Regions from separate parts of the Mus musculus genome. Here region 2 is linked to region 1. The links are chromatin contacts, called in public HiChIP or PLAC-seq maps. All regions are on one chromosome and are shown on one strand. Each heading gives the region's core, a stretch centred on a gene start, on an enhancer-like site or on the middle of the called end of the contact. The rest is flanking DNA. Distances are from core to core; before and after follow the strand shown.

Evidence for each region. HiChIP or PLAC-seq counts read pairs in DNA pulled down with a chosen protein or histone mark.
Region 2: a RAD21 HiChIP or PLAC-seq map of pro-B cells shows a contact between it and region 1, with 4 times the contacts expected there. The contact joins two enhancer-like sites. A contact is called at or near these places in 3 of 15 datasets of contacts at CTCF or cohesin (the NIH/3T3 cell line, embryonic stem cells and pro-B cells), 23 of 484 Hi-C or Micro-C datasets (the Ba/F3 cell line, ECoMG myeloid progenitors, the G1E-ER4 cell line and 12 more), 4 of 115 datasets of contacts at active chromatin or transcription factors (all in embryonic stem cells) and 1 of 9 other capture datasets (liver).

What each region holds. Positions count from the first base shown.
Region 1 is chr11:72,567,794-72,574,521 of GRCm38.p6, reverse strand. Gm51906 (a long non-coding RNA gene) reads left to right here. Exons shown (of 4, transcript XR_003949712.1): 3 at 3,308-3,705. It also overlaps the pseudogene Gm12712. Among named protein-coding and RNA genes, the nearest start is that of Spns3, 21 kb to the right of the region's middle. Within about 2 kb of position 3,746, at least 41 of the 459 cell types and tissues checked have an H3K27ac peak or open chromatin away from gene starts, as enhancers often do. A contact at or near this core is called in the G1E-ER4 cell line and pro-B cells, where this site is marked.
Region 2 is chr11:72,923,254-72,929,645 of GRCm38.p6, reverse strand. Zzef1 (zinc finger, ZZ-type with EF hand domain 1) reads right to left here. Exons shown (of 55, transcript NM_001045536.2): 55 at 2,526-5,009. The coding sequence ends at 4,929. Among named protein-coding and RNA genes, the nearest start is that of Gm34704, 14 kb to the left of the region's middle. Within about 2 kb of position 5,060, at least 39 of the 459 cell types and tissues checked have an H3K27ac peak or open chromatin away from gene starts, as enhancers often do. A contact at or near this core is called in the G1E-ER4 cell line and pro-B cells, where this site is marked.

The DNA of each region.
Region 1 (6,728 bases), core at 2,497-4,996:
ACAGTGTACTCATATAAAGAAAAATAAATAAATCTTAAAACAAACAAACAAACAAACCAAAACAACAACAGAGAGGGAGCAAGAAGGGAAGAGTAAGAGAGGAACAAGAGAGAGAGGAGGGGACAAACAGCCTCTTTCATAGTGGGTCAGGCCTACCTGGCTGTTGCCAGGTAACTGTGGGGTGAAGCATACCTGGCTGTTGCCAGGTAACTGTCGGGGGGTGGGGTAGGGGGAGTTTAGACAGACTGCTAACTCAGTCGGCTATCTGTACTTACTTCTTTGCCTTTCTGGTTTTTGTGACATGGTTTCTCTGTGTAGCCCGGCTGTCCTGGAACTCACTAAAACTCAGGAATCTACCTGCTTCTGCCTTCCAAGTGCTGGGATTAAAGGTAAGTGCCCAACACTTGTTTCTCAGTCTAGAACCCAGAATCACTGGCCTAGAGATGGCACCACCCACAGTGGTCTGTGCCCTCCTCCATCCATCACTAAGGAGATGCACTATTGGCTGGCCCTACAGCCCCATCTTGTGGAGGCATTTTCTTCATTGAAGTTCCCTTCTCTTAGGTGACTTTACCTTGGGTCACATTGACTTAGCCAGCACCACCTTGCCTTTACTCTGAGCCTGCTGTACCCTCACCAGCTTGCAAGAGGTGCATTGCTATTTTTAAAAATGTATTTATTTTTTATTTTATGTATATGAGTGTTTGCCTGCATGCGGTGGCTTTTAGGGTATCGGTACCACTCCCCCTATTCTGCTAAAGATGGAATACACATTTGTCTCTAGTTCTACCTGTTTTCTTCCTTCCTTCTTTTTTTCTTTTTTCTTTTTTCTTTTTTCATTCGAGAAAGGGTTTCTCTGTGTTGCCATGGCTACCCTGGCATTCTCTCTGGCTTGAACACAGATCTCTGCCTGCCTCTGCCTCCCTAGTGATTGGATTAAAGGCATGTGTCCTCACCACCCAGCTGTCCTACCTATTTTCAATTTGCAGTTACTTCAACAATTAAAAAAAAATCTTTTTGTTGTTCAGTGTGATGGCTCATGTCCTTAGTCCCAGTACTCAGAGACAGAGGCAGGTGGATATTTCTGGGTTCGAGGCCAGCCTGGTCTATAGAGCAAGTTCTTGGACAGCCACAACTACACAGAGAAACCATATCTTGAAAAACAAAACAGCTCTCCAGCAGCCGTGCAAGATGCCCAAAGGGAAGAAGGCCAAGGGGAAGAAGGTGGCCCCGGCCCCCGCCGTCGTCAAGAAGCAGGAGGCCAAGAAGGTGGTCAACCCTCTGTTCGAGAAGAGGCCCAAGAACTTCGGCATTGGATAGGACATCCAGCCCAAAAGAGATTTAACGCGCTTTGTCAAATGGCCCCGCTACATGAGGCTGCAGCGGCAAAGAGCCATCCTTTACAAGCGGCTCAAAGTCCCTCCTGCCATTAACCAGTTCACCCAGGCACTGGACAGGCAGACAGCTACTCAGCTGCTTAAGCTTGCCCACAAGTACAGGCCAGAGACAAAGCAAGAGAAGAAGCAAAGGCTACTGGCCCGTGCTGAGAAGAAAGCTGCTGGCAAAGGTGACGTCCCAACTAAGAGGCCACCTGTCCTCCGAGCAGGAGTCAATACAGTCACCACCTTGGTGGAGAACAAGAAGGCTCAGCTGGTGGTGATTGCCCATGACATAGACCCCATTGAGTTGGTGGTTTTCCTACCTGCCCTGTGTCGAAAGATGGGGGTGCCCTACTGCATCATCAAGGGAAAGGCCAGGCTGGGGCACCTGGTCCACAGGAAGACATGCACCACTGTTGCCTTCACACAGGTTAACTCGGAAGACAAGGGTGCTCTGGCTAAGCTGGTGGAAGCTATTAGGACCAATTATAATGACAGATATGATGAGATCCGTCGCCACAGGGGAGGCAACGTCCTGGGTCCTAAGTCTGTGGCTCGCATTGCCAAGCTGGAAAAAGCAAAGGCTAAAGAACTCGCCACTAAATTGGGTTAAATGTACATTAAGTTTTCTGTACCTAAATATAATTACAAAATTAAAAAAACAAAACAAAACAAAAACAAAGAAAGAAAATCCCTTCTGTAGCTTTGCAGGATGGCACAGTGCCTGTTACAAAGTCGTGAGGAGGCAGAGGCAGGAGAGAGAGAGAGAGAGAGAGAGAGAGCGAGCTTTTGTGGGGCAGAGATTTCCAGACTAAGGATTGGTGGGGGATTTTAAGCACCAAGCTTGGGGAGCTCAGGGATTTGGTGTATTTTCATGTTCAGGGATTGGTGGGGTTTTTTGTGGGAAGGAAGCTCAGAGATTGGTGGGTTTTCGTGCTCAGGAATTGGTAGCTTTTTTTTTTTTTCTCCTTCCTTCCCCCTTTCTCTACATGGGTCCATGAGTTAGGATGGTGTCTTAGTCAGGGTTTCTATTCCTGCACAAAACATGACCAAGAAACAAGTTGGGAAGGAAGGGTTTATTCAGCTTACACTTCCATACTGGTGTTCATCACCAAGGAAGTCAGGACTGGAACTCAAGCAGGTCAGGAAGCAGGAGTTGATGTAGAGGCCATGGAGGGATGTTCTTTACTGGCTTGCCTCCCCTGGCTTGCTCAGCTTGCTTTCTTATTGAACCAAGACTGCCAGCCCAGAGATGGTCCCACCCACAAGGGGCCTTTCCCCCTTGATCACTAATTGAGAAAATGCCTGACAGTTGTATCTCATGGAGGCATTTCCTCACCTGAAGCTCCTTTCTCTGTGATAACTCCAGCTGTGTCAAGTTGACAGGAAACCAGCCAGTACAGATGGGAAGTTCTTCCCAGTCTCAGGTGGCTTTGGCTGAGGCACCAATTCTCTGGAGCTGCTTGGGGAGGCTGGAGAGAAGGGGCTGACATTGCACAGCTCCTGTGATGGCTGCACACTGAGGAGGTGTCTAGGTGCCACCATTTTGACAGGTCCTGTGGGAACATCTATGGTGACTGTAAGCTAGGGCAGAAGGGTGGGGGGACAGCAGCTGCTGCTTTGATTACTTTTGTAGCACACTGCTTTAGGGACTGCAGAACCAACTCCTGAACGTTGTCCTTTGCCTTGTACTCATACACTGTGGAACGTGGAACACACACACACACTTTACATTTAAAACAACAACAACCACCACCATAGCAAACTAAAGAAAACCCTGAGACCCCAAGTAGTTGATCATAGGGTTTTCCCTTCATGGTTGGAGCCTATAAACTCTGCTGGTTTGCAACTTGGCCCACAGCCTCTTGGCATCTTAGTTGATAGTAGCTTTTTGGTTTGTTTAAGAAAAACACATTTCTCTCTTCTAGGTGGAAGGTTCATCATATGAGGATTGCTTCTTCCTCATCATAGACTTTACAGTATGGATGCTGTGCCCTGTCCTACAAGGTTCATGTGGGTGAGCACCAGTAGCCTGCCCAGGAAAAAGACACACTCCTCACTACCGGAAGTGGGGTTGAAGAAGGCCTCTTCCTTTTTTCCAGCATCCTTAGTCCCAAGTCACACTGATATAAAGGAGGGTTCTGAGCTTTGGTACTGAGGCTACTCGTGCCCAATGTATAGATGGAAAGACAGAGTCTAGCCTGGGTCCAACCTCTACTTCAGCGCCTGGGGAAAGCTGTCGTTCTAGACCCCCACCATGTAGCACACACCGTACCTTCAATTTCTGGAGCACGTCGAAGTGCACTGACCGCGGATCAGCAGGCCGGTAGGTTTCTGTTTTCTACTTAGTTTTTGGTGCCATCTGGTGGCCACGGTTCATCATAGCTCTGATTTGCTTCAAAGGCTTCTGACAAGCAAAGCACCTAGGCAATCATTTCCTTTGTCATCTTCCCATTTTGTTTGGGAGGTTCGGAAGACTTCCGGAAGCCACACCCACTTCCTATGGTCAGCGGGATCTAGCGCTGGGATGGACTTGCTAGCAAGCGACCATGGCCGTACTACGACATCTGCCTTGCTTTTTCTTTTTCTTTCTTTTTTGTTTGTTTTTGAGACAGAATCTCTCTCCCTCTCCCTACCCTCCTCTCCTGTGAATCTTCATGTGCACATGCACACGAACACACACACACACACACACACACACACACACACACACACACAGAGGAGTGCATCCCTAAAATAAAATAAAAAGTAAATAGGGGCTAGTGAAGTAGTTTAGTGTATAATATCAAATATGAGTCATTTTTGTTGAAAACTGTAGAACTTGTGTTTGGAACAAAGAAGTCAAAGCATTTTATCTCTCCCACTTTGTAAGCAGGGGTTATATATCTTTCCCACCTCCTCTCTCCTATCCCCCACCCCTGCCAGTTAAACCTTTGTTAACACAGAGGGCCCCTGTTGCGGTTCAGTAACCTGATGACCTGGAGAAGTGACCCTTTTCCCCAGGGAGCAGTGACCTCTTTCATTTCCTGTACTTACGCCAGTTCTTTTCCTTTCTTTTTCGACAGGGTTTCTCTGTGTAGCCCTGGCTGTCCTGGAACTCACTCTGTAGACCAGGCTGGCCTCGAACTCAGAAATCCGCCTGCCTCTGCCTCCCAAGTGCTGGGATTAAAGGCGTGGGCCACCACTGCCTGGCTATGCCAGTTCTTTTCAAACTAGCCAAATGAATAAGACTGTGCACTGGGCAGGTGAAGAAAAGACCAACTCACAACCTGCATTAGAATAGAAATCAAGGGCATTTCCTGTCTCTTTGTGCTCACTCTTCCGAGCACAAAGTAAAGTTTCAAGAGTAAAGTTTTGCCGTGTCCGCTGGAGTGGTGGTCTCTTTCTTTGCGACCATGAGCTTATTTCTATCAATTGATAAAGGCATTTATTTGCTGCCAATTGTGATGATCTGAGACCCACACGGTATGAACTCTCACAAGTTGTCCTCTGACCTCCACACACATGGCTGAACGTACATATATGTACACTCAATAAATGTGATTTGAAAATGGTAATGATAAGTTGTGTTGGGTCTCAGAACTCAGGTTAAATGGCTGACAGAAGTGCCTAATAACATAACAAAATGCCTTTAATCCCAGCACTCAGGAGGCAGGTGGATTTCTGAGTTCGAGGCCAGCCTAGTCTACAAAGTGAGTTCCAGGACAGCCAGGACTATACAGAGAAACCCTGTCTCGAAAAACCGAAACAAAAAACAAACAAACAAACAAAAAACAAAAACAAAAATAACATACCAAAGCAGCTGCTGGCCTGCCTTCCGAGCATCACCAGTTATCTGTGCTCCTCCCAGCATTTCTCGCTCCGCCCCCTACCTTAAACCCCTCCCTCCCGGGGGCTGGGATTCTGCTTCCCTTCCCCTTGCAAGATCCCTTGTAACAGTGGTTTTGGCTACTCCAATCTGTCAGCAGCTCCTCTCTTGCTTTCCCTCCTCTCTCCTCTCATGGTCTAGCTTAGTCGGCCAGCCACGTTCAGTCTGGTCTCATTCCTCTGCCTGCTTTTCCTCTTATATCTACAATAAAAAAAAAATCTTCTCTATACTTTAGTAGTCATGTTTGTTTCATTTTTTCATGCAGTTGGTTAACACATTTAGACTATAGAAAATACAGTTTGTTTATTCTCCTAGCTCCAGTTTGAAGGCATTAAATAAAACTAGTACATGCATTCTTTTTTGTTGTTTGTTTTTTGTTTTTGTTTTGTTTTTGTTTTTTTCAAGACAGGGTTTCTCTATATAGCCCTGGCTGTCCTGGAACTCACTTTGTAGACCAGGCTGTCCTCGAACTCAGAAATCCGCCTGTCTCTGCCTCCCGAGTGCTGGGATTAAAGGCATGCACCACCACACCCGGCTAATTTTTATTTTTTTATTATTTTTATTATTATTTTTTATTTTTTATTATTTTTTTTGGTTTTTTCAAGGCAGGGTTTCTCTGTATAGCCCTGGCTGTCCTGGCGCTCACTTTGTAGACCAAGCTGGCCTCGAACTTAGAAATCCGCCTGCCTCTGCCTCCCAAGTGCTGGGATTAAAGGCGTGCGCCACCACCGCCCGGCTTAATTTTTATTTTTTATTTATATGAGTACGCTGTCGCTGTCTTCAGACACACCAGAAGAGGGCATCAGATCACATTACAGATGGTTGTGAGCCACCATGTGGTTGCTGGGAATTGAACTCAGGATCTCTGGAAGTGCAGTCAGTGCTCTTAACCGCTGAGCCATCTCTCCCCAGCCCCTTTAATTTTTTTAAGTGATTTATTTGTTTTATATTATATTATATTTATGTATGAGTGCTCTATCTGCATGTACATCCTGAATGCCAGAAGAGGATAACAGATCTCATTACAGATAGCTGTGAGCCACCATAGGTTACTGGGAATTGAACTCAGGACCTCTAGAAGAACAGCCAGCAACTACTAAGCTATTTCTTCAGCCCTCTGACTCATCTCTCTAGCTCTAATTTTTGGTTTTTGAGACAAGGTCTCATATAGCCCAGGCTGTTTTTGAACTTTCTATGTAGTCAAGAATGGCATTTAGTTTTAAATTTTATTCTATGGGCCTTTTGTACTATATGCATGCAGTGCCCATGGAGGCCAGTGGATGCTTTGAACTAGAAAGAGTCAATTGTGAGCCACAATGTGGGTGCTGGACCTGGGTCCTTTGGAAGAGCATCAAGTGTTTGTTTGTTTGTTTATCTCTCATATATTATATCCTAGCTGCAGTTTCCTCTCCCTTTCCTCCCCCCAACCGCATTTCCCTCACATCCACCCCACCTCCACCTCCCCTCAGAAAAGAGCAGGC
Region 2 (6,392 bases), core at 3,811-6,310, 350 kb before region 1:
GCTAAGGACATCTGAACGTCAGGAATGGCTTGCGTATGAACTGTCCTCCATAGGCTTGGTTCCCAACTGTTTTGAGGATGAGGCGGGACCATTAGGAGGCAAGGCTGAGCTGAAGAAAGTAAATGAATCTGGGCGTGGAGGCCCAGGTTTTGGTTCCTGGTGCCCACATGATGGCTAACAGCCAGTTCTAGGGGATCTGATACCCCTTTCTGGCGTATCTGAGCACTGCATGCGTGTGGTACACATGTGCATGCAGGCAGGCACATAAAATAATTTTTTTTTTTAAAGTCTAGAAAGGTGGAGTTGAAAAGAATCGTTACCAAGTGAAGAGATGAAAAGTTCCCAGGAGAAAAAGCTTCTAAAGTCCACTAGTACAGAATAGCAGTGGCTGGCAGCTATTTCAAGACAGCTTGTATAGACCTTTTTTTTGAGGAGGTGCTAGCTTATGAGAGCCAAGCACATGCTCTACTCCTGAGCTCTGCTCCCTACAGAGGTTTCTGAATGTTCACAATGAGTGGTAAGTGGGACCTGGATGGGCAGGACTGCAATGACTTTCACTATTTGGGAGTCTGAGGCAGGAGGTTTGCAAGCCCAAGGCCATCCTGGAGAACTTAGGCCTTAAAAGAAAAAAAAATACAGAAAGCCCAGTGATCAGGTTATTGTTTAGTATGTGGGGCGCCCTAGGTTAAATCTGTAATACTGTAAACAAGACAACATATGAACATTACATTATACCTGATTAAAATGCACAATAGTATGTTAACCTTAAAAATTAAATTTAAAATGTAAAAGGAATTTTAGTCAGCTGACTCTTCTCACTTCTGCTGTGAATTTCTGTCCTAATAACAGTGTCGCCACCATACTTTAGGGTGTCTCACCTGGTGTAGTGGCTGAGCAGCTGTGTTGACAGGACTCACAGTGGCTACGTGGGGATTTCCCAGACATGGCATCTGCCCAGTTGTCATGGATACAGGTTGCTCAGCAGTTCTGAGATAGCAGCCCATAAGGACATGAGTCTTCCAAGTAGCTTTTTAAACATGAAGGCAAATTGTGGTTGACAGCTTAGGGAAGCCTCCCATGAAGGGGCACAGAGAGAGGCTCTTCAGAGGGAGCAGGCACTGCCACCTTGAGAGCAAACATCCTGGAAGATTAGGAGAGGCGAGGAGAGACAGACAAACTGACTGTCCACCTTCAGGCCATAGAGTTTCTCTTTCCCCAGAGTCAGATGCAACCCTTAGCTTTCCCGGTTTTATAGGCTGGTGAATTCTCCTTTTCAATTTAATTAGTTTGGGGCCAGCAGCACAGCTTGGCAGGTAAAGGCCCTCACTGCCAAGCCTACTGACCTGAGTGTACTGCCCGGGACCCTGGTGAGAGAGAAGAGATTCTTTTAGGTTGCTCTGCGACCTCCACAGATTGTGTGGATTAGATGCATATGCATACAAACAAATTCAGTTTGGAGTTTAACTTAAATATGGAGAAAGCGCACTGAATTCTGGAACCGTGCCTTCAAAGTGAGTCTCAATTCCTTTTGAGCTGAGGGAAGGTACAATAGCCAAGAATCCCTAAGAAAGAATTTGCTAATGGCTGCCATTTGCTTGACTGGACCTTGTCAGTGGCCTTGTTACTGCAGGAAGTGTTTATACATTTTCTTCTCATACATTGCTGATATTTTAAAAATTATATCTCTATCTAGTATGTCTCTGTATGTGGGTGTTAGAAGACAACTTTTAAGACTCTATTCACTTCTTTCTGGGTTCAAATTCAGGTTATCAGGCTGGACTGCAAGCCTCTTCACCCACTGAGCCATCTCAGTGGCCCTTAAACTCTTGAAGGCTTGAGACACTTTAGTAGTGGATATATATATATATATATATATATACATATATATTCCTATTTAATAGGACTATGTCGATAGTTCTTCCTGGAACAGTTTTGTAAGTTTAAACTGTTGCCTAAATTTGGGTCAGAAAATTTATTTTCATCACTACTTCATAAATATTTTGCTGTTATTAATCATAATGTAAATATCTGCTATGCAGGATATCTGTTGTACGACCCCTGTGAAAGGATCATTTGACCTCCAAAGGGGTCGTGACAGGCTGAGAACACTGCCCTAGAGCCTCCTAGCAGGTATCAGTGGCTTGCTACCCTGACCTCAAGAGGAGATGGGAAAGGAAGCATCCATATGAGAGTACTAGGATGGCACCCAAGGAAGGCACCACCCGAGGATGGATCCCCTGGTTGACCACAATGAAGGGCAAGGCTCACAGTTCTGTCAACAAAGGTTGGGCCCTGAAGGGTCTTCTGGACTTCTTCCCATAAGCAGGCAGTGATGAGGTTCTGTAAATCCCATTTGTTTGGCCAGGCATACACTTCAAAATATATTTCATAAGAGAAACTGAAGGGCCAGACATGAGAGACATGGGCAAGGGACTGTGGGTTTGAGGCCAGCCTGGGGGATATGGCAAGGTCTTTCCACAGGGGAAAGGGGGCAGGGAAGGAAAGAGAAAAGGGAGAAATCCACACAGAGTTGTACTTTTTTATATAGAATTTTTACAATATATTTCTCTTCATTTGCATATCTTATCCACAACTTAAAACATTCCTTTTACAGGCTGAACTCACTCAGCTGATATAATCAAAATTCTTTCACTCAACCAAATAAGAAAAATTCAAAATCGTAAACCCGTAAGAAAACAAATTAAAAACGATGATGAAAATAAGTCACTCCTCTCATTAGAACAGTGTCTGTACAATATATCTGATTTGGAACAGAATTCTTTATAGATTAGGCACATGTTTCCACGACCCCTTATGCCTGCCAGTTTTGTCTCCGTCCAGGCAGTCTTGCCTCCTAAGAGTCAAGGGGATATTGGCCTTGATGGAAATCCTTTGGGACCTCCTGCCCCGGCTGGGGTCAGGAGACATTGGCCTGGCTCAGCAGTGCCACCCAGTGGCCTAGAGAAGCAGAGGCAGTGGGCTGCAGGTGGCCAGGTCAGGAGGGACCCTGTCCGGTCAGAGAGCAGCTGTGGTGTGTGAAGAAGGGCAAACTTAAGCTCATTCTATGCAAACTGAAGCACGTAGAGAAAACAGCAAGCAGTGAGTGGAGAGGAGCTATGGAGTCCAGCGTTTATTTACAGTTGCTCTTCCCGATGGGAGGGTGGGAGGAGAGCTGGGGCCACTGTCCCAAGGGAGGTCTCCAGCCTTGCCCTGCCCTGTCCACCTGCTCTCTCTGCTCAGTCTGAGGTGTGGAGGAGTGTGAGTGTGCCATCTCCTCCCCCATCTTCTAACTGCTGTGTGGTCTGAGCCACCGCGAGTGAAGCCTCTTCACCATGCACTTGTTCTGACTCTCATCCGAGACCTACTTGGAGGGAATGGCGTGCAACGGGAGACTTCTCTGGGGTTTAGGCCGCTTGCAAAGCGTAGGTGCTTTGGCAAAGAGCAAAAGGTGAGAAAGAGGTTCCTCTGGGCCAGCAGACACCATGTCCAATACCATGGGACCTGGACCAAGTTCCCTCTGATGTCAGGGTGGTGGACCATAGGTCACTCCATTTGTTTCTGCTTTTATAACCCATCCCCTCCCATTCTGTGGCCACTTTTCCTGTGTGCTGGGGTTCATCAGATAACCTAATTCTATGACTGGGCAGGAAGTGGTGCCAGAAGGCATAGCACCTTTGCACAAGATGCTCCCACACCTGCAGGTTCAGGTTCTGCCAATGCAGTCCTTTGCCAACTCCCAGAAGAGTCTTCAGAGGCCAAAGGGGCAAGCTTGGTCACAGCAAAAGCCAGCCAAATGTGGCCCTGGCTCTTAGGAGCCTTTTTTTTTTTTTTTTTTATTTGCATTCTGCCTGTGAGGTGGGATATGCCTCTGGCCAGATGCCTGCCCTTCAACAGCAGGTGCCTCAGGATTCTTCCTGAAAGTCCACGGCCTGCTGCTGACCCAGCATCCTACTCTGTGGCTCTGGGGAAAAAGGTCATCAGCACACAGGGCAATGCTAAAACCATAGAAGGAAATACGCAAAAGCTTCACTAAAACTAACGTAGTTATTGCTAGGCAGGGGATGGCCAAACAACCAGGCAGGAGGTTCAAGGTCGTAGGCTGCTGATCACCATGACCTTGGAGCAGAAGTATAATCAGGTGTGTCCTGACTCCTGAACAAAGGCTCCTCTGAGGGCACTGCCTGCACTGCAGGTGCTGGAGAGCCCCTCCATTTCTGTCACTTCCACACATGCCAGTTTGCCCCTAGGCATTCCCTAGGGGACCTCTCAGGGAGTCGATGTGGTTCTCTTCTAAAACCATGAGGGGAAATGAAAACTAAAACAATGAAGGAACAAAGATGTGTGCGGGGAGCTGCTGCACAGTGACAAGCAAAGCCTGCCAGCTGCTCCCAGGGACACCTGCTCTCACTGTGAGTTGGCCAGCTAAGCTGTGGCAAGAAGATTGCTTGGGAACTGGAGGTGGCTGGGAGGTGCTCATGTTGGTTATGGGCTGGTGTCCCAACTGGGCCACTGCTGCTGCAAGCTGCAAGTCTTACTGCAAAGGTAGCTCTGGGTGGATGGTGCCTTCTCCTGATGGCAAGCCTAGGCAGCTCCCACTCAGTGGAGACAGAATCCTTTCAGAGACGGCTTCCAGGTCTTCAGTGCTGTGACTCCCCTGGAGGAGACTGGCCTCTAGTCTCTATTCTCTGAATAACTTTCCCAAGGCCTCTTGATGCTCTTTCTGAGCCACTCTACACTGCTGTGCCTTTTTGGACATGTGGCGCCTGCAGTGGGCCTTTTTGATGAGGCGGCTGCTTGGCCAGATGGGAGCAGGGGGTGGGCTCAAAGAGAGCTGGGTGCAGAGGCTTCAGGGGTTTCCTGAGCAAGGTTGGAGGTCTGCTATAAACCCCTGTAGACAAATGATCAAGTCCATGCATATCACACTGAGGCTAACACTCAACATTCCAGAGGCGGGTGGCCTTGTTTGGGTAGTTGATGGCCAGGCTGATAGCAGCAATGTTCTGCAGAGCCTATGGAGGGAAAGAGCAGTTATCAATATCAAGAGCCACTGACTTCCTCATCCTTGAGTCTAAGTTCCTCAGCTGGAGGGTGATAAGGTGAGCCAGAGGTAGTCCCCCTTACCCAGTGGCTCACAAGTAGAATGAGAAAGAAAACAAAACCAAAGCCCACAGGAAAACCCTGGGTAAGTAATAAAACAACCATGGCCATGGTGTGGTAGCAGTCTAGTTGCTGAAGCAGGGGTCTGGGAAAGCCATAGAAAGGAACAGAAGGGGAGCACAAAGGTTCACACAAGAGGTGAACAGCTAGTGCTAGAGAAGTACCCATGGGGAGCTCAGAACACTGCGGGGAAAGCAGCTGTCCCAGAAGGACATGGCTAGAAGGCAGAACTTCAGGGAAGAGACTGGCAAGCTGTGGGGAGGGCCACAGGGGAAGGGGGATGAGATATGCATGGGCAAGCATGAGGGCCAGTCAAGCCCATGGAGAGAAAGCTGGTGCTCACCACACATCAAAATCTCTTATAGCACATCAAGAAAGCAAGGGCCGTAGTAGCCAGTGCAGCTGGCTGCTAAGAGACCTCAGCAGCCCCACCTGCTCTTTCCCCTGCTTTAGTAGGGGAGCCCCAGTTCCGAGCAAAACACTTCTAACCTTCCACATAGAGCCTTCCTTGAAGGATTAGGCTCTGGGAAGAGTCCCAGGTGGATGCCTAGCTGAGAAACGTTCTATGAGCGCTGGAGATCCCCCAGCTGTCTGTCTGCTATAGTAGAGCACAACACTTCTTTCTCCAGGATGAGTACAGGGCAGATGAGTACAAGAGTCCAGCTTTTGTTGACCCAGACATTAAAGAAGTCTGCAAAAATGGAGCCAGGGCCGCCATCCTCAATATTATTTTGTTTTGAAGAGATTTTTCCCAAAACACATTAACATGAAATGTGTTTACTGTCTTAAAGATTGAATTGATACATAAATGTTTAATTACTGTTCTAATTTAGACACTTAAGTCTAACCTCTAATGATGCACACTGATGTATACAGGGTTTCTTGGGTCCTCTATCATTTAGAAGCACAGCTGTCAGAAGAGGAGTTTTCTAGCCAGGGAAGCAAAGTACATCCAAAAAAATCCAAAAATATCTAGAATCTAAATCTGTGGAAACTTCCAAGATCGGCCAATGAGTAGTTAAGTGAAGGCACTGGCTGTTTTGGTTTCAGAGACCAGATTCTTGCTAGTGTCTTCTGACCCCACAGTTTAATATGAGTGACAGTGATAAATGAGGCTCCCTGCTCTTTCTGAGAGCAGGAGGAAGTGACTGAACAGCAGCTGAGCTCCATGTAAACTCTGGCAGGGTCTGGACCTGTCATGCAACTCTAAGTCACAGCCCCACCCCCAGTTCCGG